7 separate regions of the Mus musculus genome follow, and regions 2, 3, 4, 5, 6 and 7 are each linked to region 1. The links are chromatin contacts, called in public Hi-C, HiChIP or PLAC-seq and promoter capture Hi-C maps. All regions are on one chromosome and are shown on one strand. The core of a region is the stretch at or near the end of the contact, and the rest is flanking DNA. Distances in the headings are between cores, read along the strand shown. Region 1 holds the start of Rlf (rearranged L-myc fusion sequence). Region 2 overlaps Trit1 (tRNA isopentenyltransferase 1). Region 3 holds the start of Mfsd2a (major facilitator superfamily domain containing 2A). Region 4 holds the start of Mycl (v-myc avian myelocytomatosis viral oncogene lung carcinoma derived). Region 5 holds the start of Bmp8b (bone morphogenetic protein 8b). Region 6 holds the start of Trit1 (tRNA isopentenyltransferase 1). Region 7 holds the start of Ppie (peptidylprolyl isomerase E (cyclophilin E)).

Region 1 (3,578 bases), core at 337-2,836:
CTCCCCCCTTGATCACTAATTGAGAAAATGCTTTGCAGCTGGGTCTCATGGAAGCATTTCCCCAACTGAAGCTCCTTTCTCTGTGATAGCTCCAGCCTGTGTCAAGTTGACACAAAATTAGCCAGTACAGATGCCATAGCAGTAACTCAAGCAGGAGCAGAGGCAGGAACTGTGGGGAAAACGCTTCTCACTGATTTGCTTCTATGCTCAGATGCTGTCCCTTGCTTATCCCTCCCAGTACCATCTGCCCAGGGGTAATACCACCCACAGTGGGCTGGGCCATCCCACGTCAGTCAACAAACAAAACATGTCATGGACATGCCTACAGGGATCAGTGGGATGGAGGCACCTCTCAGTTGAGGTTCCCTCCTCCCAAGTGACTCTGGTTTTGTATTAAAGTCACAAACAACTGACCAATCAGCACAATGGCTCATATTTCATGGAGGGGAAAGCAACATTTAGGTCATAACTCTCAAATCTCCCATTATCAAATTATACATTTACCTTCATCTAGACCCATTGTTTATAGAGTTCCTCCAGTTGAAGTGAGGGTATCCCTCATTTGTATACTAGACCAAACATCTTATGTTCTGGATTTTATATATATATATATATATATATGTATATATATATATATACATATATATATATATATATAATGTATGTGTATATACACACACACACACACACATATACATATACACACACACATATATACATATTTTTTTCTTGTTTTCACCACTTCATCTACTGGGCTCCAGCCACACCATTTTGCCATTCTCCCTTTTCTTCTCTGTTCTTCTTTGCATTTCTTTCTTGTCCCCTCCCACTAATACCTGGAACTCATGATCCTCCTGTCTCAGTCTCTCAAGTGCTGGATTACAGTGGCTTTGCCTTGGCTGTCCTGGAACTCGCTCTATATACCAGTCTGGCTTCTAACCCACAGAGATCCAGCCTGTCTCTGCACACCTCCAGTCGCAGCACTTGGGAGGCAGAGGCAGGTGAACTTTTAAGTTTGAGGCCAGCCTGATCTGCAATGTGAGTTACAGGACAGCTAGTCCTACACAGGGAATCCTTGTCTTGAAAACAACTTTTTAAAAGTCCCCCCCCCCCCCTTTTTAGTAGAATCGTCTCAACGCCATATATTTTGACCAATCCTTTTTCCAGCGACTAGTAATGCCATTCCCATTTTAAACCAAATTCCCTTCAGTTTGTTTTCAGGTCGGCCTAACAATCTTTATTTTCCTCCAACCGGGGATGCTTTTCTCCGAGCTTCTTTCTGGGCTGCCTTTCCCTTGCTCTTCGGTTCGCTGCTCCGCAGACATCTCTCTCATATCTCCATTGTCTCTAGGCCCTTTGCGCTCCTCGACTCTGAAGGGCCTGTAGAACCCAGGGCCGCTAGAATCTCGCCGTTGCTAGGCTGTTGCTAGGGCGGTTGCGGTGGAGACTTCTGAGAGGACCAACATTCGGCGTCCTAGTGACGGATAAAGTTGGCGCCAGCGTCGCCAGGGGGGTGCGTCACTAACACGGGCGATTGGGGGCGGGGCCAGGCGGAGTCACGTGGTTTGGTTGCCTACGCGCTGCTGGGCCGTGGGAAGATGGCGGACGGAAAGGGAGACGCCACGGCCGCCGCCGGGGCCGGGGCTGGGGCTGAGGCTCCGGCGGTGGCGGGAGCCGAAGTCGAGACTGAGTCCATGGCTCGGGGTCATCGCCCTGCATCTCCGGCGTCGGGAGCGCCGGGCCTACGACCGTGTCTCTGGCAGCTGGAGACCGAGCTGAGGGAGCAGGAGGTGTCCGAGGTCTCATCTTTGAGCTACTGCCGGAGCTTCTGCCAGGTGAGGGGTGGACTAGATGGCCGAGGGTGGAGGGGCGGGGAGGCCGGGAGAAGAGACTCGGGATCCGCCTCAACAGCCGGGGGCTTCGCGGGGAAAAACGCCACCCCCGTATCTCGCCGCGCCCCCGGGCCGGGCAGGCCCAGCTCTGCCGTAACCCGACTTCAGTCACTGCCCGGGCGGATTGCGCTGGGCGGTCCTGAGCCCAGAGAGCTCCCTGCAAGGGCTGTGCCCTGTCGCTGTTGCCTGGGTCCTGGCCGGGTGGTTGGAGCGCCACTGCCCCCCTGAGGGATCGATTGCCAGTTCCTGCAGGGAGATGCTTTTTTTTTTGAGTGGTGTGCTGATCTCCAAACTGAAAAACCTTGTTTTTCTGAACAATCAGGAGAGGTGGGCTCTGACCAGAGACTTATCTTTAAAGTCACATCTTTTGGCTTCCCTAAGATACGACGGTTGGTCTTGGATGGCGTCTGGAGCTTTCTGATTAGGGAATACTGAGCCGGTTGATTGGTTTTTGTGGGGTGTTTGTTTGTTTGTTTGTTTTTGCCACTGTGGGCGGGTGTGAAAAGATATGTTTATGCCATTCTTTGACCTGTTTTGTATTCATCTGCTGGTTGTACTACTAGGAATGGAGCCTGGTAGCTCTGTAATGGAGATTAGTCTGAGTGGAAGAGGTCGGGAGAGAGATATAGAGAATGGCCTCTTTGGCAGTCGGGTGATTGATCGTTTCTGTGCGGGTCCCAATCTGTGGGGCTACATGCTGACAGATGTGATTTTAAGTTTGGTCTCCGTGACCACGTTGCAGTTTTTTTTCTATGTTTTCGAGTGTCTTCCAAGTGTAAATGCTTGCCGTCATTGTTTCTGCATCTGGTACTTAGACTATCAGGTTTCTGCCATCCCTTTGCTCCTCATTTGGAGTACCTTAGAGAATAGAAAATAATCGAGGTATGTTGGTACGTGGACTCTTAATGAGCAATTGAGTGCTGAAAAGATTGTGGAGTTAGAAAGTTGTAGTTGGAGTAGTGAGCAATCTGCTTTGTTGGTCCTGGGCAGAATTAGTTGTCTCTGTTGAGTTCATTTGTATCCCACTCTTTGACCCAGAACTTCGTCTATTTGGAATTTTTCTCTGCTAATATTTTCTATACATTAGATCATGTCAGTTCTTGTGTGCACAATCGTCAGCATTCTCATTATTGTCTACTAATAATGATCACTCTTATTTAGGGCAGGCATGTATTCCACAGATTTTTTCCAACCCTTAGAATGGTGCCAGGAAGACTTATGGAAGTTGAAGGGCGTCTTGGGCATTATAATGGACTCCCAGGCTAGGCTTACAGTGTGATATTCCTCTCTCAAATAGACATTTCATACCACCCCCCAAAAAGAAATGACAGAATTAATTAGTGCAGTTTTGGTAGTGATGAGAAAAAAATGTCACGCAGAGGGTGTAAGGAGACTTCATGGGACAGCCTAGTGAGAATGACAGAAAAAAAATGGATGTAATGTGTGTTGAGAACTGGGAGAAGCCACTTTGGGTAGGGTAGAGCCTCAGACTTACAGGATATAATTGAATCCTAGGAGGGCCTGGAGCAAGAGTGACAGAGGTAGAGATGAGAGGGAACACAGAATGCTGTGGGACAGGAGGGAAGTAATTGCAGGGAGAGTGGAAGTAGGAAAACAACTGTGGATTTTGAACAGAGCTTTGAAGTTTACATTATCTGCCAGCAAAACATTAAAGGGTGACTGTAG
Region 2 (3,887 bases), core at 1,279-3,778, 1.8 Mb before region 1:
CGGCAGCAGGGGATGGGAGCGCGGACTCGACAGATGGCACTACAGAAGGCTCACACAGCCAAGCTCACAAAGGCTCCCCCCAAAGGACAGTCAACAAATCGAACCACTAAGTTTCCTTTACAAAGCAATCAGACGCCCTCTCTCTCTTCCCCTTTCATCATTATACACCAACAACAATCAGGGCTTCTTCTGCTGCTCGGACGGACACACAGCCGTCCCAGTCTCTGACAATGGGGTGCATTTTGCCAGAGATGCCAGTTAATAGACCTAATCATTGTATGGGGTGATATGGAGAGAAACATCTACTCTGAGAGTCCCAGCGAAGCACACTCTGTGCAGGCTTCCTGCCGCTGGGCAGGCTAGCACAGGCTAGCTCTCACTGCACTTCTTCCCATCTTCTGTCACAGTCTGAGCCATCACCAGTTCAACAAGTTATCTAGAGAGGCTGAAAGACCTCTGGGCCTGAGGAACCCATGATGCCTGCTCCCTTCCAGCTGTGCTTCCGCTCCAAACTAGCTTGCAGGAGTTGCCTAAAATAACTTTATTTCTCTGTCCCACAACTAAGTTCTACACAGGAAAGGCCAACAAACTTCTCTCAATAGAATATTCCTATTCTAGCTGCATCTGGAGGACAACGGTCTTCTGCATGTCAGGCTACAGAGGTAATGCCCTAGTCTGGGAAAGGTTCTCAGGAATCTGTCCTGTTACAAAGCTGATTCCAGCATTCAATTATTAAAGACGAAGTTTTAGAAAGTGTGACACCCCCACCCACCCAAATATATTTCCCATGACCCTCCACACAGCCCCTCATCTGCACTCTACCTGCCCATTCCCGGTCCCCAATGATGATCCGGTCACAGAGGTCACACATGTGGTAACTTCTCTTGTTCTCACTTTCATTGTATGCCATCTTCACTGGCATGGCTGTAGGTTTGTGACCCTAAGAGAAAAACAGGCAGGGGCACTCAATGCAAAGAGATTTGGGGACAAGTCTTTGATGTTAAAGAGAATGGGATTTTCCCAAGATTCCTTTTTCATCCCCCAGAGAGCAGGTGGGCTGTTAACAGATTTTAGCAACAACCTTTCTAAATGTGAAAGCAAAAACAGGCTCCAGAGATGTAACAGCAGTAAGCCCTGCTGCTTTATCCCATTGAAAAGGCATTTGGCTCGCCAAAATAGCTGCAAAAGTGCCAGTAAAAGACAAGACTCTGCAAACCTGATCATAGGCCATGCCTCCTTAATAGTCACCTGGATGAAACTTTGTACTATATTGAGAGCAGGTTCCAGAACAGACTCCTCCCACTTGGAAACATCAGATACTTCTAAGCCATATACCGGGGGGACACTGGGCCCAGGTCCTAATGACGACAAAGAAAAGTTGTGAAAGTCTGGCCTACAAGTTCCAATCTCTTCTGTTTCTAAGACTCTTAAAACCCTCAAGCAGAATGCACGGGGCCAAAGGAGTGACACTCTGACTATGCTATGATTCTACTATAAATATGAGCCACAACCTCAAAGACCCATAGCCTGACTCACAGGCAGGAAACACGAATGACCATGTAAACAGGGACTTAGGTGCAGAGTCTTCGATCCGTAAGGAAATCAAAACGGAGTAACAGCTCTGGTGAGTACTAGGTGGGCTACTGTGATACAAAGACAGTACTTTATAGGAGGAACTAAGCTAAGAGGTTTGAGTAAGTGCCTACTCTATTAGCCTTGGGGCTGATCTAGTTAAATCTCACCCTGCCCTCCATGCTCTTGGGGAGGAGTGTCAGAGAGTCATGTGGCCCAGCCCTGACTATCCTCAAACTCACTATGCACCTGAGTTAGGTCTTAGAGCCCAGACCCTCCTGCCTCTCTACCTTCTAAGTGATGGGATTACAGCCATGTAGTACAACACCAGGTTTCCGAACACCTTTTTTAAGAACCATATATAAAGGATGAAAGCCCACTCTGCGGTAAATACTTCCGAACAGACATGAGACTGGAGGGAGAAGGAAAAGACCCCACGCATCTGAGCACATCAACCGTGCTGTAATACTTTAGCTACAGTTCGCCTCTGCATTCCACAGCCACACTAGACTGCCTTCCACAGCTAGGTGAAGTTAGTTACCTGAAGGCAAGAAGCATTGTCCCATAGACAAAAAAATATCAAAGGCATCAAGATGCCAACGGCTGGCAGGTGCTGGCCTTTTGAGTGTGCCAACCACAAATAAGATTCTCCATAGACCGGACTGGCCTACACCTGCCGCCACATGGAAAGGTGAGACCAGGAGAGCGCAGGCAGCACCCACAGCACACCTGGCCTTAGTCAAGCTCTGCACCTGTTTCTAGGCCACTCTACATTTCCCTTTCTCCTCTAAGTCCTTTGTTGGGCTTCTGTGCCCTGTCTAAGCACCTTTCAACAAGTTCTCGGCTCCCAGCTGCTATTTCTGGCTTGGGTCCAAGGCCAAGCTGGGGTGGGGAAGTCCCTCTGGCTCTCTGCCAGGCCATATCCCAGCAGACTAGTCCTGGCCAATCAAATGTGGCTCCTGACTTACAGGGCAGCTGTGCCTTTCACTCTGGCACCAGGATTGAGCCTGCACAGAATGAGGTGCCATTAACCCCTCCAGCCTCAGAGACCGGAGTTACTATTGCCTTACAACAAGAGGAACTTCTAAATCATTACAAAAAGCTTCTGTTTCAGACTTACTGTCAGACATGGGAAGGGAAGTACTTGAGATCTGTGAACATCAAGTTCAGCTGAAACTAAGATGGGACCCATCTATGTATCAAGACAGGAGGCAAAGGGTAAACTGAAGGAAGTGACACCATACACTAAGGTGTACATGGTCAAAGGCACCAAAGGCCAGGGGCAGAGGCTTCAGCTGGCCTAACCTATAACTGAAAGCAGAACTCTACTGGCAAAAAGTAAACTGGAGATGATTCAGAAGTGTATTTCCAAAGTGTCCACAAGATAAAAGTGGAGTTTCACTACACTTAAATTAATCTCCTTTTAGCTCATAAGCATACCACTGGGGACCTGAGGGCCGATATGAATGCCGGGTAGCCAAGGGCATAGCTTAATGAAACATGAGCCTACACTTAAGAGTCAGGCCTGTGTTTGGGCTCTCTTGCCTACTAGCCAGGGGTGAAGGTCTTCATGTTCTTATCTGTAAAACAATTACCTTCACCTTGAAGCCTCACTTCAACTATATATAGCACTAAATTTAGTGCCAAAGACACAGTATGAGACTTTCCTTCTCTCTCCCTTAAAGCTCTGTCCAAGTCTGGACGTGGTGGCGCACACCTTTAATCCCAGGACTTGGGAGGCAGAGGCAGGTGGATCACTGTGAGTCCAAGGCCAGCCTGGTCTATACATCAAGTTCCAGGACAGCCAGAGATGTTATACAGGGAAACACTGTCTTGAAACCTTCCTCCCCTAAAAACGTTCTATCCCATTAAAGTTTCCTTTGAAGCAAGTCAAGTACCATGTATATGATCACAAAAATAAAGCAAGGAGAAACATTTCATTTTGCTCTTTTTAGTAAAGATCACCAGACCCAGGCCCCACTTTAACTGGGAAAGTTCCCTGCAGCTTTCTGCCTGCTCTTCAGGTACAAAACTGAAGACAGAATCAGATCTGAACACCTAGTCTGCTCACACATTGCTATGCTGCTCTTACAATCTGTTGTAGCCACCACCATCTGTTCCAGGGTGAAGACACATCTTCAATGGAAACTTAAATTGTTTCTCTTTTTCCCCCTGAGACATCATTAGAAAACACCCCCAATAACCATCTATGCAAAAGACCTTGGGGTCCAATTCTTAGGACAGATCAATACTCTGTTAAAAAGGATCCAGAAGATGAGAAGAAAAGTGGGACTTACTGCTCAAAAAGCGGTTTT
Region 3 (4,006 bases), core at 115-2,614, 1.7 Mb before region 1:
ACAGGACTCCATAGCTTCCCTCCTATAGTATGGAAGAGAGAGAGGGCAGTGTGACAGTGGGGACAACAGGCCTTCTTACAGTCTTCACTATTTCCCTTGGCTTGTTTCTGGACAGTGATGTGCCAGGGCACACAAGGGTGCTGTGGCCATTGTGGAGGAGTCAGATCTCAATAGCTCTTCCCTGCAATCTGAACTAAGAGGAGGGGAAAAAAAAAAAGCTTGACACTGAGAAACACAGGTCCTGTGTGAGCGGTCTCTGAGAGTCTAAGCAGTAACTTCACTGAAGAGGGAGAGCTGGACTTGACCCAGGCTCCTGGGGATCTGTGAAGGCTGGAGTGCCATTAGCAGAGGTGGAAGGAAAGGCAGCAAAGACCGTTCTCTGCTGGCACCTATGCCTGGCCTCTGTTTAGATGATGACGGTCCTCCCTTCTTTCAAGGACCACATTCCTCTGCATGCTCTTTCTCAAAGCTTTTCTTTTCTCTTCTCTCTTTTCTTTTCTTTTCTTTTCTTTTCTTTTCTTTTCTTTTCTTTTCTTTTCTTTTCTTTTCTTTTCTTTTCGACACAGAGGGCTGCTGGCGTCTTGTATCTCCCAGGGCTTCCTGTCTGGGAGCACAGACATAGCTCAGCCTTCTGTAATTTATGCTGAGGGGCAGAGCAGGAGAGTTATGAGTAAAGACTTTGGAACTGGACAAAACCTTTCTGGCCTGTCTGTGTCGCAACAGCTGTTCTTCTTGTGTCCCCCTTTCCTGGGTTGTAAAATGGGGATAATAATAGTACCACCCTCAGATGGCGTTCATAAGCACCCAGTGAGGTCATGTTAAGCCTGTTAGAAAGCTACCCATAAACGGCTGCTGTGGCCATGGCTCCTTCTTAGAACTTGCGAGTTCCCCTGCCTGGAAGCGGTAGCCACTGGACTTGGTAATTTTTCTGTCCCATTGAAAAAGGCCCCTACTTTTCAAAGGGAGGAAGAGGAAATTGTCGATCTTGAGACACGAGGGACATTGATAATGAAAGTTACAGCCCATGGCCTCAGGTTTGGGGGAGGGGAGAAGCCACCTGACTCCGGATTTTAAAAGGAGCTGATGGGGATTCAGAAGTCAAGGGCCACAGGCTCTACTCAGGGAAAACTCACTCTGGGGGACCTCGGACAGGTCACTTTCAGCCTGGGACTTCAGTTTCCTCGGGCGAGTCAGGTGGGTTTCTCAGCTTTGCTTAGGTAGTTAGGAGCACGCGGTGTGGGTTGCCGGCTTTGAGAACGTGGCTGAGCAGCGAGGCTCCGCCAGCCGAGATGGGCAGGCGCGTGCAGGGATTGGCTGGAGGCGCAGGCCCGAACCTTTAAGAGGCGCGGAGGGGACGTGCTAGGGAGTTTTCATCGCCGGCGTTCCTGGTTTGCTAAGTGCTAGCGAACGTAGTAGTGGCTGGGGCTGCGCCTAGGATCGGAGCCACAGGCGAGTGCCGGCCGGCAGAACACAAGAGCATCCCGGCGTCCCGGTCCCACGCGGCGTGGCCCGCGGGTCATGGCCAAAGGAGAAGGCGCCGAGAGCGGTTCCGCGGCGGGGCTGCTCCCCACCAGCATCCTCCAAGCCAGTGAACGGCCGGTCCAGGTGAAGGTGAGGTCCCGAGAGGAGGGCAAGGGGTGGTGGGCCGGCCGGGATGTGGGTATAGGGGCGTCGGAGACTAGGTCTGGCCTTGGGACACTTGGCGGTAACAGGGTACAGCGAAGCTTGAAAAAAGCAAGGAGTGCTCTGGGACCGGGAGTGATGGAGAAAGTCTGAAGCCCCTTTGCACACCCCTACAATGGGTTTGCGCCAAGAGAGGCGCCGGCAACTCTACGCGGCGTGGGGCTCTCCCCAGCGCTCTAGGTTCTACTGTGCTGAGCCACACTAGTTTCTCTCCCTAGACCTGAAGAGACCCCAGAAGTCTGAGAGTCCCTTTGGTTCTCCATCTCTCACCACCCCCCACTCTCGTGCTTTAACTCTGAGGAGGGCCACTCAAGTTCATTCATAAGAACAAGGGCTTTGCTCTTAAAGGAGCCGCATACCGAAAGCGTTTGTGTGACTGAGGGTTCACATGCACAGAGCTCCGCGTGTCTCGACATCCTCTCTCTCCGATCCGTTCTAACTCTTTGGATCTATTTAACCACACCATGAAACCATGCGGCCCCAGGAAAGGAATCTCTCACAATATAGCTAATTGGGAGGTGCTTAACTTTTCCTTTTAATTTTATTAACTGTTCTTGGAAGAAACGAGTAAGCAATTATGCTGTTACCATGTATGAGTAATCTCTACTTTCCCTGGGCAACCTCAGCCTCCCCTAGTGCTCCACCCGGAGAGGGCTGAGCCCTGCACCTGGAGCCCTTTTTACCCCTCTCCAAGGTCCCCTAGGAGCTGGAAAGGGTGCGTGTTAGGCAGATGGATGGTAGGACTGCTCAAGGGTTTGCCTGGAGCTGAAGACTCCCTACAGGGGCCCGGGAACTTTGGGACAGATTGAAAGAACAGCTGAGGATGCAGCGGGCTGGGCGCCCCCCCCCCTTCTGGTGCACTCATCCAGGACGCAGGTGGATCCTAGCTGCTGCGGGGCGTCAGGGAGGGAGCCTGGGCTGGGCTCAGGGAACTTTTGGCAGCAAGAGGATTTTCAGGTTGTGGCAGCTAGTGCCAGGTAGGGACAGGCCCATTGCTACCGCATGCTCTTTCTGGGTAACTTGGAAAGGAGCTGAGGGCCTGGGAGAAGATTTTATTTATTTATTTATTTATTTATTCATTTATTTTCTTACTTATTTGAGACAGGTTTCTCTTTGTATCCCTGGCTGACCTGGAATTAGCTCTGTAGACCAGGTTGGCCTCAGACTTTACAGATCTGCTGGGCTCTGCCTCCCAAGTGTTGGTGCCACTACACCTGATCTGGGAGATCTTTAAAGATGGAAGGTGATAGATTTCCTCAGAGTCTGGGGGTGGAGGGATAAGTCTGGGTTTAAGGGCAACTTCCTGTGGGGTTGGGGAAGTGAGATTTCCCTAGGTGGGAACTGGGCAAGGTAGAACTGTTCCTCTTGGCCGAGTTGGCTGGAGAAATAAATGTCTGTGCCTCTGGCACGTTCTAGGTTGGTGGCCAGAATCCTGGGCTTATTTTCATTCTTTCCTTCTCTTCCCAGAAGGAACCAAAAAAGAAGCAGCAACTGTCCATTTGCAACAAGCTTTGCTATGCAGTTGGAGGGGCCCCGTACCAGTTGACCGGCTGCGCACTGGGATTCTTCCTGCAGATCTACCTATTGGATGTGGCTAAGGTGAGTAACAGGAGCTCCTCGGGCTCCTTTGGTAGCCAGAGGGAACTGATGGGCTCTTGGTAGGGTCATTCAGTTTTCCCCAGTGGTAAAACAAGACCAGGACACATTCCTTGGCTGCCACTCAGGGTCACAGTGGATGGGAAGTAAGGCTTTAGGAAGTGTGCGGGAGGGGGGGGGGCGCGGTCTACCTGCCCCAGGAACCACAGCTGGCAACTCTTCCTTGCCTGGCAGGAGCAATAGAGAGCCTGGCGGAATAGGGCAGTGGCTGAGGGAGAATGGGACCCGCTAGTGACGCTGTTCTTAGAAGAGACTGGCACACCATGTCCCTGGCTGGAAGACAGTCAGCTGGCTTGGCTCAGGGTTTAGTGGGTGTTGCTGTTGCTAGGTTGATGGAAGAACTGTATCTCACCTTCACCTGAGGAGCAGCAGCTTGCTGCTGATGGCTAGGGGAAACCTGAAGGTGCAGGCAGATGTTAGTGTCCTGGGACTAGGGGGTCTCTGATGGAAAGGGCTAGTTTGGGTGAAGCAGGGCTACTGTGTGTACTTTGAGAAGCCTTGGCTGGCAGCCTGGCATCCAAAGAATTCGCCCTGTCTGGATGAGAGAGTGGGAGACTGGGTAACCATGGCTCCGGGGTGCCCTCACTGGCTCTTTTCTGTGTAGCATCTCTGGGCAAGCGAGGCATATTAGTTTCCATTTGCAGGTGTGGAACACTAAGCCCCAGAA
Region 4 (3,652 bases), core at 233-2,732, 1.8 Mb before region 1:
GAGTTTCCCAGGGAAAGAGGCAGCAACAAAAAAGCTTCAAGCTTGGAGTGACTCTTAAGGGAACCCTTTCAACCTCCCAAGGACAGAAATCCCCTACAGTCCAACCCGAGTATTGTCCTCTCTAAGCGCCAACCCTCACCAAGTCGCCCTGGTCCCCTGGGGCTCCAATCACCATCAGAGGGACGCTGGCTCCCTCCCCACTTCTCCAAACTGTTTACCAACACACCCACGTGCCAGACAGACACAGCTGGGGGCTACACCGACAGCTTCAGTCAGAAAATGGGGAGGTGATGGGAAGGTTTAAGATCTAATGCCTGATTTCAAACAGCGGTAGATAGAGCTCTGGCCACCCAAGGGGTGCCTCCCTCTTAGCTAGCCCCCGGGTGGTCCTTACCAGAATCGCTGGGGCTCTCGGACCCGGAGCAGGCCTGAGTCTTGGGCTCGCCCAGCTGACATTGGGTGGCGGGCGCCGGGTTACTGGCTTCCAGACTAGGAGTGCCGTCCGGGGTAGCGGGCGCTTTGGGCGGGTTCCCCCGGGGCGCGCCTGGGGCCAGCCTGTCGCTCACCACTCTCTCCAGCCGTTCTCGGGCGGAGAAGCCGCTCCACATGCAGTCACGGCGAATGATGGAAGCATAATTCCTGCCCCAGGCTTTCGAATGGCCCCGAGATTCCGCCTCGTCCCCGGCACCCCCTCCAGGCCACGGCTCCCCGGGATTAATCCCAGAGGCTGGGTCCACGGCGCCGGGACCGGAGCCCCAGGGCGGCGACGTGGGGGGCGACGGCACCAGCTCGAATTTCTTCCAGATGTCCTCGCTGGGCGCCGTGGAGCGGTAGAAATCCTCTCCGCAGTCATAGTCGTAGAAATAGTGCTGATACGAGTCGAAGTCCATGTCCGCTCCCTGCGGGAGGGAAGGGGGAGACGAGCTGACTGCGGTGCCCGCCGAGGGAAGAGGCGGCTCCGAGTCCCTCGCTGCAGCTGGCTGCGGGGCTCTGGTCTCTCCCCAGGCCCACCAGCTTGCAGCCCGCGCCCTGGTCCCTGCTCCTGGGAAGCCTGGCCTGGGGTCAGCTCGCTCAGGGCAGCTCGCAACGGGCCGACCAGGCTGAGGGGAGCGAGTTCAAAGCAAACTTTGCCAGCACCGCCCGGAGCTCAGCTCCGGGGGCACAGCAGGGCCGGGCGGGGGCGCGCTGTCTCGAAGGCAGTCTGCAGCCTTGCAGCCCGCCAGTCCCCTGGGGACCCCTGCCCGGGCCACCCGCAGCCTCACCTCGCTCCCGCCGCCCGCCACCTGGAGCGGAGCGGCTCCCCGCCGGCTCGGGGAAGCCCGGCAGCCCGCACACACACACATGCGCGCCACCGAGCGCGCGGCCCCGCACTCACGAGCGCGCCCCCCGTGCGCGCGCCCCCCGCCTCGCTCGCACACGGCAGCCAGGACGCTCCCGGGATCGACGCGGGAGCGCGATCTGCAGGCGCATTGTTTCCCGACTGCTTTATATCTCGTCGCGTGCCCGGGGCTTGGGGACCAGGAGGGGGGGTGGTCCCTAGGAGACAAGCCCCTCCCCCTCCCGCCCCTCTCTCCGCTGGCGACAGGTGGGGCCGGCCCCACCTCCTGGCTGAACTGGTCGTTTCTATTCTATCCCTTGAAGCTCCCTAATAAATTGTACGCTGGGGAGCGCAGAGCAGAAGAGCTGATGCAGCCCCGCAGTCTCCTGGTGGAGGCGTGACTGTTCGAGAGGCTCCCGCGGTCCAAGCGACTTAACTAAAGCGGCGCTCCGCGCCTACTCAGAGCCAAGGACTAGAGCTGCTCCCTGCCCCACCCTGCTAGTCTACTTCCCGGGGCGCGCCCCACCAGGTTCAGGTGCGTCCCACCCATGACAGAGGAGGTGGTGGTGGTGATGGTGGGGCACACACTGCACCTCCACCGCGCCACCTGGTGGCCCTCGGCCCTGAACCCAGGCTTCTTCAACCCATTGCTTCAGTAACCATTAGCCCATTCTTTAGCTCAGTGGCTTAAACCTTGAATAGCAGTGAAGATTCCGAGCTAGAAAGCCTGCAGTATATATAATCCCTCGGAGCCCCAATTTTACTTGTGAAATGAAGGAATGGTAATGACTTCACAGGATCGCCGGGCTGAATTTGTTTACTAAAAAGATAGAGCACCTTAGGAAAGGACATGAGAGAATTCGAACAACAGCAGCTTTATCCCTGGGGAGGGTAGTGAGACCTCTGTCATCCCCCAGGTCATAGCTGACACTTGACCCTTCCTTCACAGCCCTGCCTCCCAGAATTCATCCTCCACACAAAACTCTCCTAACGGCTGTTTTAGAGATAGGAGTGTAGGGGTGTGGAAACTTCATTCAGGCCCCTGTTTTGTGCTTCCTAGCTGTGGGATCAAAGTGTTTGAAGTTTTGCATGACATCCCTGGCCGAGACGATGGAGATATATATATATTTCCTTTGTGTTATCATAAACAGGCTACCTTCTGAGAAAGGAAAAGACTAACTAATTTAGGTCCAAGGAAGGTAACTTAGGATAGCAGCCAATTCATCTAGAATCCTACACCTGGCATCAAGGTCTGGTGTCTGGTTGTCTGCCATCCTTCTCTTCCTCCTACTCTTTTTGTCTAACTACTCAGAACTACAGGCTGTTGCCATCCTAACAGACTGAAGCCAGAAGGATAAACACGTCCCGTTGTTTTGGGCCAGGGAGGTGTGAGATGACCCACGAGTTGGGTGAGAAGACAGGGGGTGTGTGTGACTCTCCATTTTCCATTTGTTGTGTCTAAGGTGTGTGTAGGACATCCTTGAAAGCAGGAATTGGCTCGCTTTGTAGTCCCTGCACCTAGAATGACTTCTGGCAATATTTACGCACTGGCTTCCTGAGTGACCTAGCCAACCAGATTTTATTGAGACGGCCTGTATGCCCTGCTCTGTGCTGTACTGGGAGGCCCAGAAAAGGCTCCTGATTTGGTTGCAGCCTTGGTGCAGAGGGATTAGACTCCCTTTCAGGGTCTTGTTGTCAGGCATGCAGATGTCTGTGGTGGTTGCTGCACTTTCCGGGGTCTTGGTCACAATAACAGAAACCAATGTAAGCAGGAAAATAACTTTTAAGGGAGATATTGTTGCATAGAATTCACAGGAGGCTTGGAATCTATATTTGGAAAATAGGCCTACCTGAGTTGTTCATTTTGTTCTTTTTTTTTTTTTTTTGAAACAGATTCTCACTCTGTTGCCCAGACTGACCTCACTAAGGCCAGGTATGATGGCTCATGCCTGTATTCCCAATACAATCTTCTTCTTCTTCTCCTTCTTCTTCTTCTTTTTAAAGATTTATTTATTATTATATATGAGTACACTGTAGCTGTCTTCAGACACACCAGAAGAGGGTATCAGATCTCATTGCAGATGGTTGTGAGCCACCATGTGGTTGCTGGGATTTGAACTCGGGACCTTTGGAAGAGCAGTCAGTGCTCTTAACCGCTGAGCCATCTCTCCAGCCCCAATACAACCTTCTAATGCTATAATACAAGGGTGTTCCAATTCCCCACTGGAGACCATCTAGACTATTCCCTGATTAAATATTCTAATGTAGTAAGGACACAATGGCATACACCTGTAATTGTAGCTACTTGGGATGCAAACTACAGGAGGATCATTT
Region 5 (3,938 bases), core at 1,024-3,523, 1.9 Mb before region 1:
CCTGTCTCAGCCTCCTGAGTGCTGGGATTACAAGCATGAGTCACCATGACCTTGAGAACTATGTTGTCCTGTGTACAGAGCGGAGCTGCTGGTAGCATAAATAGGGATCATCAGGGCTAGGTTGACTCTCCACCGGCTTTCTGCTTGTCCATTTGTCACCTCTAGTGATCTACTAGGAATCCCAGAAGGGAGTAATGTCCAGCCTGGAGAGAGCAAATGACATCCCCAAAGGCCCATTTTGGTATTGGGCCCTGCTCTGTTCACAGCAGCTATTCCCACCAGGGCTGTTCATGTCTTGACCCAAAGAGAAAGTTGGGGGAGGGGAGTAAGGCCTGGGCTGGGTGGTGACTCATTTTGATCAGAGATTCCCCTGGGGACATTCTTGGGCAATGCTATGCTCAGTTTTTCTATTCCTGCACTATAGGTCAGCCTGTCCTGAGGATGGAGAGCCAGTTTCAAGTCCCACATGTAGTGTGTCCTAAGGACGCAAGCCTGGTCTTTAAGCAGAAATGTTGGTTGTATCGAGATCCCACTGGCTGCAGCCCCTCTTAGCCATGGGCTCTCAGTGCTGCCAGAGAACCTTCTTGTCCTTCACTGTGCTCCACCCCCACCCCCTCCCCCAGACCCCTCCCCCACTCCCACCCCCACCTCACCTTAGCCACCAGTAGAGCAGAGAGCAGAGGTTTGGTTGTCCTTTTCCTACCTTAAGGTGGCCTGCCGCTACCCACCCCCACACTCTGCTTACAGTCTGGAAAGTTCTCCTTCCCCTGGAGGGAATGTCACAAAACTGAGCACTGGATGCAGACCCACGCAGCCCGGGCCTTATCAGGTAGTTTCCAGGCGGCCACTGCTTTCCTCACCTTGCCTGGGAAATAAGAGACTGTGCCTGCTGGGAGGGCGAGCAGCTCCTCGGGTACAGAGGCTGGTGGCCATGCCAAGGCCCTTCCTTGCTTGCCCTGCTCTCAGCTCAAGTCCTGGTACCCAGTCCTAGCCCCAGGCTGTCTGTTACAGACAGGAGCAAAGCAGGTAGGGACTGAACCAACAGTAAATGCTTATGGCTACAGATAAAAGTTTTGGGGAAAAGACCTTTAAGACTCGTAGGAGAAAGTGGTCCTGATGTCTACAGGTCCCTGGAGAAAGGAGGAGCCACGCTTCGGGAGAATGGACTCACAGCTGCCCCTTGGGTCACTCACTGGCCTGAACACTCTCCGTGCCAGGCCAAGGTCCAGCTGCTAGGGCCCAGGCCCACAGGACTACAGTCATGTCTGAGTCTGTCCACTCCACCTCCTGACACTGCACCCCACCCACCAGTTCCTACTACACAGAAAGAGCCCGCCATCCGGGCGTGAGGGTCAGCTCTGGTCACTTTGATATGACCACAGGTTTCCACACTGAACTTTGTCCCTCTCTTCAGGGCTGCTTTTATCACAGTGACAGCATCATTTACTCATCAGTCTCCCCAGGACTGACTTCCGGTGCCACCTAGGGGACCTGGGCATCACCAGATAACTACTCCTAGGCATCATGGTGAGACAAGGCCTGGGGAACCTGCGCTAGCACTCAGACCTTCCAGTCCTGACCCCTGTAGTCCTTGCTTCCCGGGTGATGAGTCTGCCACATAGCGATTCCCTAAGCAGGGTCCTCACGCTCCTAGAGGCCTATCCCCAGTCAGATGGCTAGAATAGTCCCTCCAAGACAGGAAGCCATGCGCTCTCCACGTGGAGACTGCGGACACCCTGGGTCCCTCTGCACACTCACCTATGTTGACAAAGCTCATAATCAGGTCAGCACGGTCCAAGTGAGGCTGCGGGGTCCCACCGCCACTGTCATCCGTCATGGCACGGTACAGGTCCAACATAAAGAGGGGCGCAGACGCTGGCTGCTGGGCAGCCCCGACCGGTGCTCGGGATCGGGGCCGCCCCGGCAGCCCCAGCACCTCCCGAATCTCGCGCTGCATGTCGCGGGGCTCGCGTACTCCTAGTCGACGCTGGGGAAAGACGTGCGGGGGATGCGAGAGGTGACCGCCGCCCAACACGCACAGAGCCAGGCCCAGTAGCCATAGGAGTCCCGGACGCGCAGCCATCTCGGACGTTTAGCGGACTCGCATCCAGCGACGCCTCGACGACAAGGATGGGACAGCGCCGCGGATCCCGAGTTCGCACCTGTCGCGGGCAGCTCTAAGACGACTGCGCTCCACGCGCTCCGCAGGCAGCAGCCCAGCCTGTAGGTCCCGCAGAGCAACGTGGGCCCGCGCGGTAGGGAATAGCGAGTGTCCGGAGCAGGACCGACTTTCGGGGACTAGAACCCGGAGCGCTTCCTCGGCTCCTCCCCTTAGTGAACTCAACCAATGGGGGCTCTGGGGCGGGCCCGAGCGCGGACACACGTCTACAGGGTGTCTGTACCGCTACTACTAAAGGTGGGGGTGGAGGGAGCGAGTGGGACCCGGAGGTAGGTATCACCGGTCGGGGAGAAGCCATCATGGGTGTCCTGGGCCCCCATCCATCTGCCTGGGCACACTCCGGGCTCCGCGCGGAGACGTCGGTGTCTCTGAAGCAGACACCTGCACCTTGGAGCGAATTGCTTAGAGTTGGGAGAGCGCCCAAGTCCGGGAGCTGGGGTGGGCCCCACATGTCTCCGGAAGCGCCCATTGGACTGGCCGTCGGGGCGGGGCGGATGCCAACCATGCCTCGAGGGTGGGGCACATTCTGTCGCCAGAAGCTGCCAGGGCCCGGACTCCGCCGCTCCTGTCTGCTAGGTGCCTTCCCCGCTGTCCGGGGAAGACGCCTCCTTCACCGATGAGCGCTGGTTCTGTGCGCCAAGCTATTCTCTGCCAGGCCCAGACAGACCACACTGCTGGCTAATCCAACCTCAGATTGACTCTGGAGTATCCGGGAGGGAAACCCAGGCACACAGAGCTTAAACACCTTCCCTCAGGCCGCACAACAATGGAACTAGAAAGCTTCAGGCACTGGGTGGTTGGCTGCTGGAGAGGCTACCAAGAGGGATATGCGTTAAAGGGCTTAACAGACAGTGCGCTACATAAGGGTTTTGACCAACTATGAATTCTTTAGCGTGGATTCAAAATAATATTCCAAATAAATCACACCACCAAAATCATCTTGATGTGATCCCCTAAACGGTTTAAAAAAAAAAAAAAGATTTATTTATTTATTTGATGTTTGTGACTACACTGTCGCTGTCTTCAGACACACCAGAAGAGGGCATCAGAATCCATTACGGATGGTTGTGAGCCATCGTGTGGTTGTTGGGAATTGAACTCAGGACCTCTGAAAGAGCAGTCAGTGCTCTTAACCACTGAGCCATCTCTCCAGCCCCTCAAAGATTTAAATGTCAATTAAATCCTTAATGCAATCTTTCAGTTGTGCCTCAAGCACACACTAGTCTTATAACCGAATCAACAGGTCAATTTCCATACTATTTCAAAGTCCCATAAAGACAATGGATATGCCAACTAACCATTGAAAATGGCTAGGTGAGACAGAACAAAGATACTGAAGGCAAGGATAGGTTGAAATGAGGATGGACTTAGGTGCTGATGCTGGAGGCGGGTAGAGCTCTCTCTCTCTCTCTCTCTCTCTCTCTCTCTCTCTCTCTCTCTCTCGTGTGTGTGTGTGTGTGTGTGTGTGTGTGTGTGTGTGTGTTGCGTTGCAGTACTGGGGATTGCAACCAGAGCCTTCTACAGGCTAAATGAATGCCCAAACACTGAGCTAAACTCTCAGCCTTGTACATTAGTTACCACACAAAACATGACCCCATTTGCTGTACTCAATGATGCTTTGCCATTGTACTTCTCAAATATTTAAAACTGGCTTGCAGTGGAACCTTAAGGGTTCTCTGGAAAGTGTTGGATGGTGTTTTCGCTGGGTTAAACACATGAAGGAGTGTTTTTCCTGAAGTGGACACAGGTGAAAAGGGAT
Region 6 (3,984 bases), core at 807-3,306, 1.8 Mb before region 1:
CAACCCTAGCTGAGGTGAGATCAGCAGCTTCTGGCTGCTGGGGGAGGGGAGTGACGGGTTGTGGCCACCCTCACGCAGGCAGTGCTACTCGGACTCAGTAGATGGGAATGTGGGAGGTCGGTGCTGGGAGAAGCAGATTCTGTCCTTCTCAAAACAGATTGGGATTCTCAGAAACAGACAAAATGGTGAGCTGCACCTAAGTAGTGACACCCAAGGTTGTCCTCTTGCCTCAGCTTCCAAAAAGAGTGAAGATCACAGCGTATGACACTTTGCCCAATTTTAAGCTCTTCTTTTATAATTCATACTGACCTATTTGTTTTTCAATTTGTATTTGTGTGTGTGTGTGTACATACAGACATGTATGTAGAGGCCAGAGAGGTCAGGGTCAGGGTCTCCCCAGCCTAGGCACTTCTTTAGAGACTTTCCATGACATTCATTGATTTCTCCCTTCTCAAGAATTCTACCAAATTTAATAGTCTATCACGAAATCCAGCACTTGTAGTCTCTTCTGATCTTCTGAACCCGCCCACCTGAAAATGCTCTATAAGTAGCTCTGTTCACTTATTAGCTCTGTCTTACTCTATGTTTAGCCAGACTAACATTCCCCAATATAAGGAGTTTGGTCTAATGTACATATACACACACACACACAGTCACCATAGTTTTCACTGTTAACATATTTTTTAAACACTTGTAATAAGTGCTTCACATATATTTCATTTAATGATCACAAGGTTGTTTTTTATATTCTTCCTATTTTAGCAAAGGAACAAAGGTATCTTTGTTCATGTAGCAAAAAGTTGGGGGAAAAAAAATCTGGCTGAGATTCAGTTCAAGCTAAACTCTTTATCTCCCTAAGCTGGCACAAAGCAGGCTGCAAACAACTATTTGTTACATTACCTTACCTTTTAGTATAAGCTGATGATCTTATCATGGAAAAATAAATTATGAGGGTAGAAACAATGTCAGGAGCCTTATGAGGTAAAGTGGGGCAAAGAATTAATTACTAATTTTAGGTTACTAACCATGAGTTCTGCGACTGGTTGTATATGTTCGACACCTTTGAACATGCCTAACAGCTGTTGTAATTCTTCTCACATTCACCCAAAATGTCACCTACTCTCTAGCTCAAATGCTCCTACATCCCCGAAAGTCCTCTCGCAAAGAGGACAAAAGGATTAAAAAACAAAAACAAATAAACAAAAAAGCCCTCAGGTTCAGCCAATATTTACCACAATGTCTGACCTTCGAGCTGGCCTCCCTCTCTCCACTGTAACACTCCAATGTCTCACTTATTAAATACTTTAGCCTTGTGATTGTGGGGCAAATGACATTTCCTCCACTTTACAAATATAATATTCAAGTAAAGGGCACTGTTGATCTGAAGTCACGAAGCCAGTGGCTGCCTCTGACTGCTCTAGTGCCCAAGAAGACACTCACAGGTGGCATCTGACTTACCTTGGGCTAGAATTAGAATTATGGCAAAATTTGGGAATAATTAACTTACTGAAATTCACCGGATGTCAACCTTAAACGTTCCACTATCTCTCCTCCATTTATTTGCAATGTGCCACGCACAAGGTCACTTCACCTCCCCAGCCCCCAACATTTTTATCCATAAATGAAACTGTTGGTACTATCTACGAAAGAGTAATGGCCTGAGAAGTTACTTAGCGATCACAGGACACAATGGACACTGTCTGCCATTGGAATGGGTACCTAGCAGGTGTGGGTTCCTTTCATCTGGATCCCCATACGCCTCGAGGTTCACCCACTACAGCCACGCGACAGGGTGTCCCCTAGTCCAGAGGCCCGCACGCGACCTCCAGGGTTCCCAGGCCCCCGGGCCAAGCACGCTGCCATACCTGCATGGAGTCGGCGCTGACGATCTCGCCGCCGAGCCGCTGGCCTAACTGCAGAGCCAGGGTGGACTTGCCAGTCCCAGTAGCCCCGAGAATCACTACAAGTGGCAGTGTTCGCCGCAGGCCTCGGAATCCAGAGCTCACAGGAACTGCTCGTGCAGCAGCCGCAGCCGCCATCTTGAAGGCATCTGAGCATGCGCCGAAGCAGCTGTCCCCATGGCAACAGTCAGTGCGCCGGCGCGGATCTCCGGCTCAGAACGCGGGGAGGGTGGAAAGGAGGAAACTGTGGGACAAAGGTACCAAGCTTAGGAGGCCCATGACGTAACTGCCTTCGACTAGCTGAGATTAGCCCACCGACTTGCTTTCTCAAAGGAGAGATGGCAGCCCATCTAAAATATTTCTGTCTACATTGCGTCCAGGCACCCAATTCTTTTTCCTCATAGCATTAATTCAAGAATAAAACTGTATAACTGGCCTCTGGTTTATTGTCTGAGTTCTACCACAGGCTGTTAATTTCACAAAGACAAGAAGCACATTCTGACTAGTTCATTGCTGAGTCTCCTGTGCCTAGCACAGGCACCCACCAATGATTAAATGGACAGAGAAACGACTTGCCTACCTTAGCGTTGGATTTAATAAGCTCAGAGAGTGTCCGATTCTCAGTCATTCTTCAAAATCAGATCTGTCCAATTCTCAGTCAAGAGCATGGCTCTAATGTTTGAATTCCACACTCATTTAGACACAATCAGAAAGCAGGACAAAGCTCTGCGTTGGCATAAAGCAGTCAAGAGATAGGCTTAAAAGCAAAAGAACAAGCAAGTGAATGACAACCCAAAAATTAGAAGAGGAAGCAGAAGAAAATCAAAGGGTAAAGCAGATACAAGTGAGGGAAAGAAAAATCAGAATCAAGGATGGCCAGACTTCAAGATTCCACACACCACTTTGAGAAATGGCTTTAAGAATCCAGAGAGATGGTTTAACATGTAAAGTTGCTGGCAGCCAGATCTGATGACCTGAGTTCAATCTCCAGGATCCGCATGTGGAAGGAGAGAGCTGATGCTGACCTCTGTACACACACACACACACACACACACACACACACACACACACACACCACACACACTGAAGTTTAAAATTAAGAAAGAATGGTTATGGAACCCGATGAACCTAGATTCAAATTCCAGCTCTCAGACTTATCAGCTGAGAGCTGATTAATTCTCATCAGAATTAATTCCATTAGCAGCATTTTTTTTTCTCTTTGTCTGAAGACTGAACCCAGGCCCCCCCTGGGTGCTGAATATACACTCTAGCACTGAGCTGAGCACACTTCAGACCCTTACTTCACCTCTTAACCTCAGCAATTTTATCTTTCCATTCTTCCAAGGATTGCCATAAGGAAAAGGTGAAATAATGTCTGGAAAGTGCTTGCTTCAAATGCACTGGCACATAACAACCACCATTTGTTAAACAGTTTGTGTTATTATAATTGTACAATCCCATCTGCCTCCCTAAATAAGTAAGAGCAAAAGCCTAAGGGCAGAGAATCTTTCAATAACGTGTAAAGATGCTTAAATACCCCTTCTGCTAACCTCTAGCTAGTTGGGCAGTTTAAGGGGTCTGAGGATGCAGGTTTAGTGGTAGAGCATTTGCTTAGTCAGCATGAGGCTCTGGGTTCAGTCAGCACTTGGGATGGGGGCGGGGGCATAAGTGCTTTTTCTCTGAGACTGCTTCGGTCTAGCTCCTAGGTAAAGCCACGAGTAGTCTGATATGTTTTGTAATGTGGTGGCATGATGCAGCAGGAGGAGGTGCCTCAGCATGGGGCCGCTGAGACCCCCACCCCCAGGTATCAGCCACCCAATGGGTCTAGTAGGAAATGTTTATTTGAGGGATGAGAAGGGAGTGGAGGCAGAGAAAGAAAGGGGACAGAGAAGGGCAGAAAGAGAGAGGAGGGAGAGAGAAGGGAAGAGGTTGGCTGGGAAAACGTGGGGAGGGGGCAGAGAGAGAGAGAAGAGAGAGAGAGCAAGCCTGAACAGTCAGATAATAAGAGCCAGACTAGTACCTGGCTGTTGCTAGGTAACTGTTGGGCGGGGCCTAGGAGAAAAGCTAACATAGTCCCCCACAC
Region 7 (3,747 bases), core at 965-3,464, 1.9 Mb before region 1:
TAACATTATATGAATTCAACTGGTTATATTTAGGAATACATATATGTATATATAAATATATAGTTGGCATGTAGTAACAATTGACTTAAAAAAAAAAAGAGGCCATACATTTGAAGGATAGTGGGAAAAGGATTACGGGAGGGCTTTGGGGGAGGAAAGGAGAAAAATGTTATATTTAAAATATAATATCAAAAATTAAAAAGTGGGAAAAGATCAGTGTAAATGTGACCATGTAACTTCCTTGCTATCACCCCATGATAGCTTCTCAAAATCCCCAAGTTTTTCACAAAGCTTGCAGGCCCTGACATGAGGTGGCCTCTACCCATCTCTCCTGCCTGAACATGTGTCCTCCATTTCCACCTCATTATGCTCCTGCCTCTCAGCTCAGCTTCCATCTTAAAAGTCTCCTCAAGGGGCTGTGAGGTGGCTCAGCTGGTAACAGCGCTTGCCTTGCAAACCTGGGACCTGATCTGGTAGGAGGAGAGAATCTACTCCATCAAGTTGTCCTCTGGCTTCCACAAGTATGCGTATACACACACATTTGAATAACAAAGTTTATAAAAGTTACCTCAGGAAAATCTAAATGCTCTGCCTACAGTAGCTGAGGATATGGATCAGTGGTAGAATATTTGCCGAGGAATGGTCTTCAGCTCTACGTCTGATCTCCAGCACCGTAACTGAAGGGACCCGCACACAGTGTTCCCTCTTGAACACTGGGTTAGGCACAAACCACACTCAAACACCTATTTCCATAGAGAGATCCTTTACTGAGCAGGGGAAAGTGACTGTTCTCCGCTCAGGCAGACAGCAGCAGCAAATGACCTTGTGGGTGTGATGTTTTTTTAAGAGGAAAAAGAGGGGAATCTGTGATAGAATGGCTAGGATGTGGTGGTCATGTTTTGGTTGACCGTATTAATTAGGGTAGGCCAAGGGGGGATTTGACTGTTGTAGTGGCTATTTCTGGTTGTCAACTTGACTATATCTGGAATGAACTACAATCCAGAATTGGAAGGCTCATCAGTGACCCTAATCTGGAGGCTGAGAGATAGAAGTTTCTGACCTGGATCTCAGTATGGAGATCTTGAGGCATAGTGGCTATGGATTTCAGAAGATTAAGACAGGGAGATCAAAGATTAAGATTAAATTCCTTTACTATATAGAGACTACCCACAGTTCTGTGACTCTAGAGAACCCTGACTAATACAATTGTTGAACTTTAATACTTTGATAGCTGGACCTTGGTGATCATCCTCAGGAGGAGGCCAAATAAGGGAATAGACCTTATTTGGCCTACGGCTAGCTTTAGGAATATAACCCTGTTTGTTTGTTTGTTTATTAGCAAGGCAGAGGGAATGGGGAGAAGGACAAGGCCTGCCACACCTGTGCTTACCAAGCTTGGGCCTGCTAGAGCCCTTTAACAATACAGCAAAGCTTCCTGTGGTGGTATATGCTTTTAGTCCCAACCCTCAGGAAGAGATCTCTGTAAGTTCAAGGTCAGCCTGGTTTACATAGTGAATTCCAAGATATTCAGGACTACATAGGAAGATCCAGTCTCAAAATAAATACATAAAATAAAACTTGTTAAATTTCTATTTGAGGTAGGTTGGTGGTATTCAATTGGGATTTCAGCACTGGGGAGGCTGAGATCTGGAAGGCATAGTGGGATACTCTAACAAGCAAACAAATGTGATCCTACTGTTTTGTACTGCTATTGAGAACCTATAAATTTAAATATTACGTTAGAACAAGAGTATAGCAAACACTTTGCCCAAAGGGCCAGATGGTAAAATATCAATGGCCGTGGGAGGAACAGGTCTCTTCCCTTTGTAACATGAAAGCAGCCAGACAATAGAAAAGGAACGGATGTGGCTATACTCTAACAATTAAACTTCGTGATATTGAAATTTTAATTTCATATAATTTTCATCTCTCAAGAAATATTGTCGATCCTTCGCCTCACCCCGGTTCAAAGTGTAAAAACCGTTCTTGGCTCCCGAATTGGCCAAAAACAGCTGCCTGGACAGCCCGGACCATAGTGTGTTGGTAATGGTTCAATTGCCGTTAATATCTAGGTTGATCAGACCAAGGTTTGTTTCCTTCCAGCTCTGGGAGCTACAGCCAAGAAGGGGCGGAGCCTGCAGCCGCACAAAGACCCGCCCCGACCTAAGGGGAGGGGCGACGGCGAGGGGGCCGGCCGAGTGCCGGCTTCCGGCGGAAACGGGCGCGAGCAAGATGGCCACCACCAAGCGTGTGCTGTACGTGGGTGAGCAGGCGCGGGAGCTAGACTTAGTCTGAGCAATGTGGGAAAGGGGGAAAGCAGCCGGGGTCTATGGAGGGCTTGCTGGGCCTGAGGGTGTGAGCCCGAGATGGAAGGACAATTCCGGCGACCTTCCTAGTCCACTAAGCGCACAGGAACCCCGACGAGTGACAAGAATTTTGGGCTTCCAAATCCCTCCCGCCCATTCGTTTTACAAACATTCAGTGCGGAATGGCTGGATCTCTGCCCTAAAGGAGGAGTTACCAGACTATCTAGGAGAAAGTGGGAAATAACCTACACACCCTAGCGTTGTAATAGGGACTAACAATGATGACAGGAACTTGGGTGAGGGCAAACTTTCTGTTGCCGGGACGCAGAAGTTGAGCAGGAGTTGGGCAAAGAGTCAGAGTAGAGGCAAAGCTGTTCGCTGCACCGGAGCCGAAGCTCAAAGGCGTAAAAGAGCCTGGCGCCTAGGGGCAGCTGGGTCATTTTTCGAGAAACTCAGGGAAATTGGGGAAAACAAAATGGAAGATACAAGAGAGATCGGCGAGAGTCGGATGATAACCCTGTGTACACTACCAAGGAGCTCTCACTTTATCTTGAGGACAGTGACATTTAAGACTTTGAAGTCTAAGAGAACCGATGGATTCATTTCCACTTATATTTGGTTGGGGGGGGGCGGTTGGAGGAAGGAATTGAGGCAGAGAGGTCAGTTACAAAGCTTTCACAAGAGTTGGAGATCGAATCAGAACTGTTTAAAAGGAGATTGAAGAAAGGAAAGTAGTGTGGGTAGGCTGTAGAGAGAGATGTTTGTGTAGACAAAGGACTGGATGGAAAGATCCCTCCCTTTGCCTGTCATACCAGTGACAGGCAAAGTCCCTGGTGTGCAGGGACCTCTGAGTGTGTAGGACAGCGGCTCAGAAGGTCCTTGGCTCATTTGCAGGCGGGCTGGCAGAAGAGGTGGACGACAAGGTTCTTCATGCTGCATTTATCCCCTTTGGAGACATCACAGATATTCAAATTCCTCTGGACTATGAAACAGGTGGGTCATTTGAGTGTCTTTAACGCTCATTACCCTCCGATAGGGAAAGAATTAAAGTCACATTCCAGTTCTAAATTTACATTCTTAAGTTCTAGTAGAATTCTTGCCCACCATATGAGGCTTTGGTTTCAGTTCCCAGCACTAATCACACAGAGACACACACAGAGGGGCAGAGACACACACAGAGACACACACAGAGGGGCAGAGGGGCAGAGACACACACAGAGACACACACAGAGAGGCAGAGGGGCAGAGACACACACAGAGACACACACAGAGAGGCAGAGGGGCAGAGACACACACAGAGAGGCAGAGGGGCAGAGAGGAGAGAGACAGGGTGGGAATAGCAAGATCTTTAAACTCTGAGTCTGGGGAATCTCCCCACCCCCTAAAAACCAGTAGAGTAGTTGATGGCCACGGTGGCACATGCCTGTAAACCTAGCAATTC

The links. Promoter capture Hi-C pulls out the DNA fragments that hold promoters and counts their contacts. A called contact is a pair of places that touch in the nucleus more often than the background predicts. HiChIP or PLAC-seq counts read pairs in DNA pulled down with a chosen protein or histone mark.
Region 2: a promoter capture Hi-C map of hippocampal neurons shows a contact between it and region 1, with 6 times the contacts expected there. The contact joins the enhancer-like site here to the promoter of Rlf in region 1. A contact is called at or near these places in 7 of 39 promoter capture datasets (the 3T3-L1 cell line, cranial neural crest, frontonasal cranial neural crest and 4 more) and 3 of 115 datasets of contacts at active chromatin or transcription factors (embryonic stem cells, epiblast stem cells and large pre-B cells).
Region 3: a promoter capture Hi-C map of pre-B cells shows a contact between it and region 1, with 8 times the contacts expected there. The contact joins the promoter of Mfsd2a here to the promoter of Rlf in region 1. A contact is called at or near these places in 8 of 39 promoter capture datasets (the 3T3-L1 cell line, cranial neural crest, frontonasal cranial neural crest and 5 more), 1 of 15 datasets of contacts at CTCF or cohesin (the NIH/3T3 cell line), 1 of 484 Hi-C or Micro-C datasets (B cells), 7 of 115 datasets of contacts at active chromatin or transcription factors (the NIH/3T3 cell line, astrocytes, embryonic forebrain and 4 more) and 2 of 9 other capture datasets (adipose tissue and embryonic stem cells).
Region 4: a contact with region 1 is called in an H3K27ac HiChIP or PLAC-seq map of trophoblast stem cells, with 19 times the contacts expected there. The contact joins the promoter of Mycl here to the promoter of Rlf in region 1. A contact is called at or near these places in 9 of 39 promoter capture datasets (the 3T3-L1 cell line, the HPC-7 cell line, cranial neural crest and 6 more), 8 of 115 datasets of contacts at active chromatin or transcription factors (embryonic forebrain, embryonic stem cells, epiblast stem cells and 3 more) and 2 of 9 other capture datasets (adipose tissue and liver).
Region 5: an H3K27ac HiChIP or PLAC-seq map of trophoblast stem cells shows a contact between it and region 1, with 6 times the contacts expected there. The contact joins the promoter of Bmp8b here to the promoter of Rlf in region 1. A contact is called at or near these places in 4 of 39 promoter capture datasets (cranial neural crest, maxillary cranial neural crest, pre-B cells and 1 more) and 7 of 115 datasets of contacts at active chromatin or transcription factors (embryonic stem cells, epiblast stem cells, forebrain and 3 more).
Region 6: a contact with region 1 is called in a Hi-C map of B cells, with 8 read pairs. The contact joins the promoter of Trit1 here to the promoter of Rlf in region 1. A contact is called at or near these places in 12 of 39 promoter capture datasets (the 3T3-L1 cell line, the C10 cell line, cranial neural crest and 7 more), 2 of 484 Hi-C or Micro-C datasets (B cells and muscle stem cells) and 13 of 115 datasets of contacts at active chromatin or transcription factors (the NIH/3T3 cell line, astrocytes, bone marrow-derived macrophages and 7 more).
Region 7: a promoter capture Hi-C map of pre-B cells shows a contact between it and region 1, with 11 times the contacts expected there. The contact joins the promoter of Ppie here to the promoter of Rlf in region 1. A contact is called at or near these places in 11 of 39 promoter capture datasets (the 3T3-L1 cell line, 3T3-L1-derived adipocytes, the C10 cell line and 7 more), 8 of 115 datasets of contacts at active chromatin or transcription factors (the SCID.adh cell line, embryonic stem cells, epiblast stem cells and 5 more) and 2 of 9 other capture datasets (adipose tissue and liver).

What each region holds. Positions count from the first base shown.
Region 1 is chr4:121,213,092-121,216,669 of GRCm38.p6, reverse strand. It overlaps Rlf (rearranged L-myc fusion sequence), which reads left to right and starts at 1,586. Exons shown (of 8, transcript NM_001346660.1): 1 at 1,586-1,835. The coding sequence starts at 1,599.
Region 2 is chr4:123,049,537-123,053,423 of GRCm38.p6, reverse strand. Trit1 (tRNA isopentenyltransferase 1) reads right to left here. Exons shown (of 11, transcript NM_025873.3): 8 at 3,870-3,887; 9 at 1,249-1,358; 10 at 823-940. Among named protein-coding and RNA genes, the nearest start is that of Gm46868, 29 kb to the left of the region's middle. Within about 2 kb of position 2,528, at least 147 of the 459 cell types and tissues checked have an H3K27ac peak or open chromatin away from gene starts, as enhancers often do. A contact at or near this core is called in hippocampal neurons, where this site is marked.
Region 3 is chr4:122,958,546-122,962,551 of GRCm38.p6, reverse strand. It overlaps Mfsd2a (major facilitator superfamily domain containing 2A), which reads left to right and starts at 1,364. Exons shown (of 14, transcript NM_029662.2): 1 at 1,364-1,611; 2 at 3,151-3,282. The coding sequence starts at 1,519.
Region 4 is chr4:122,993,761-122,997,412 of GRCm38.p6, reverse strand. It overlaps Mycl (v-myc avian myelocytomatosis viral oncogene lung carcinoma derived), which reads right to left and starts at 1,482. Exons shown (of 3, transcript NM_001303121.1): 1 at 1,263-1,482; 2 at 395-899. The coding sequence starts at 1,343.
Region 5 is chr4:123,103,496-123,107,433 of GRCm38.p6, reverse strand. It overlaps Bmp8b (bone morphogenetic protein 8b), which reads right to left and starts at 2,273. Exons shown (of 7, transcript NM_007559.5): 1 at 1,759-2,273. The coding sequence starts at 2,083.
Region 6 is chr4:123,014,665-123,018,648 of GRCm38.p6, reverse strand. It overlaps Trit1 (tRNA isopentenyltransferase 1), which reads right to left and starts at 2,056. Exons shown (of 11, transcript NM_025873.3): 1 at 1,866-2,056. The coding sequence starts at 2,039.
Region 7 is chr4:123,138,418-123,142,164 of GRCm38.p6, reverse strand. It overlaps Ppie (peptidylprolyl isomerase E (cyclophilin E)), which reads left to right and starts at 2,214. Exons shown (of 10, transcript NM_019489.6): 1 at 2,214-2,263; 2 at 3,201-3,299. The coding sequence starts at 2,233.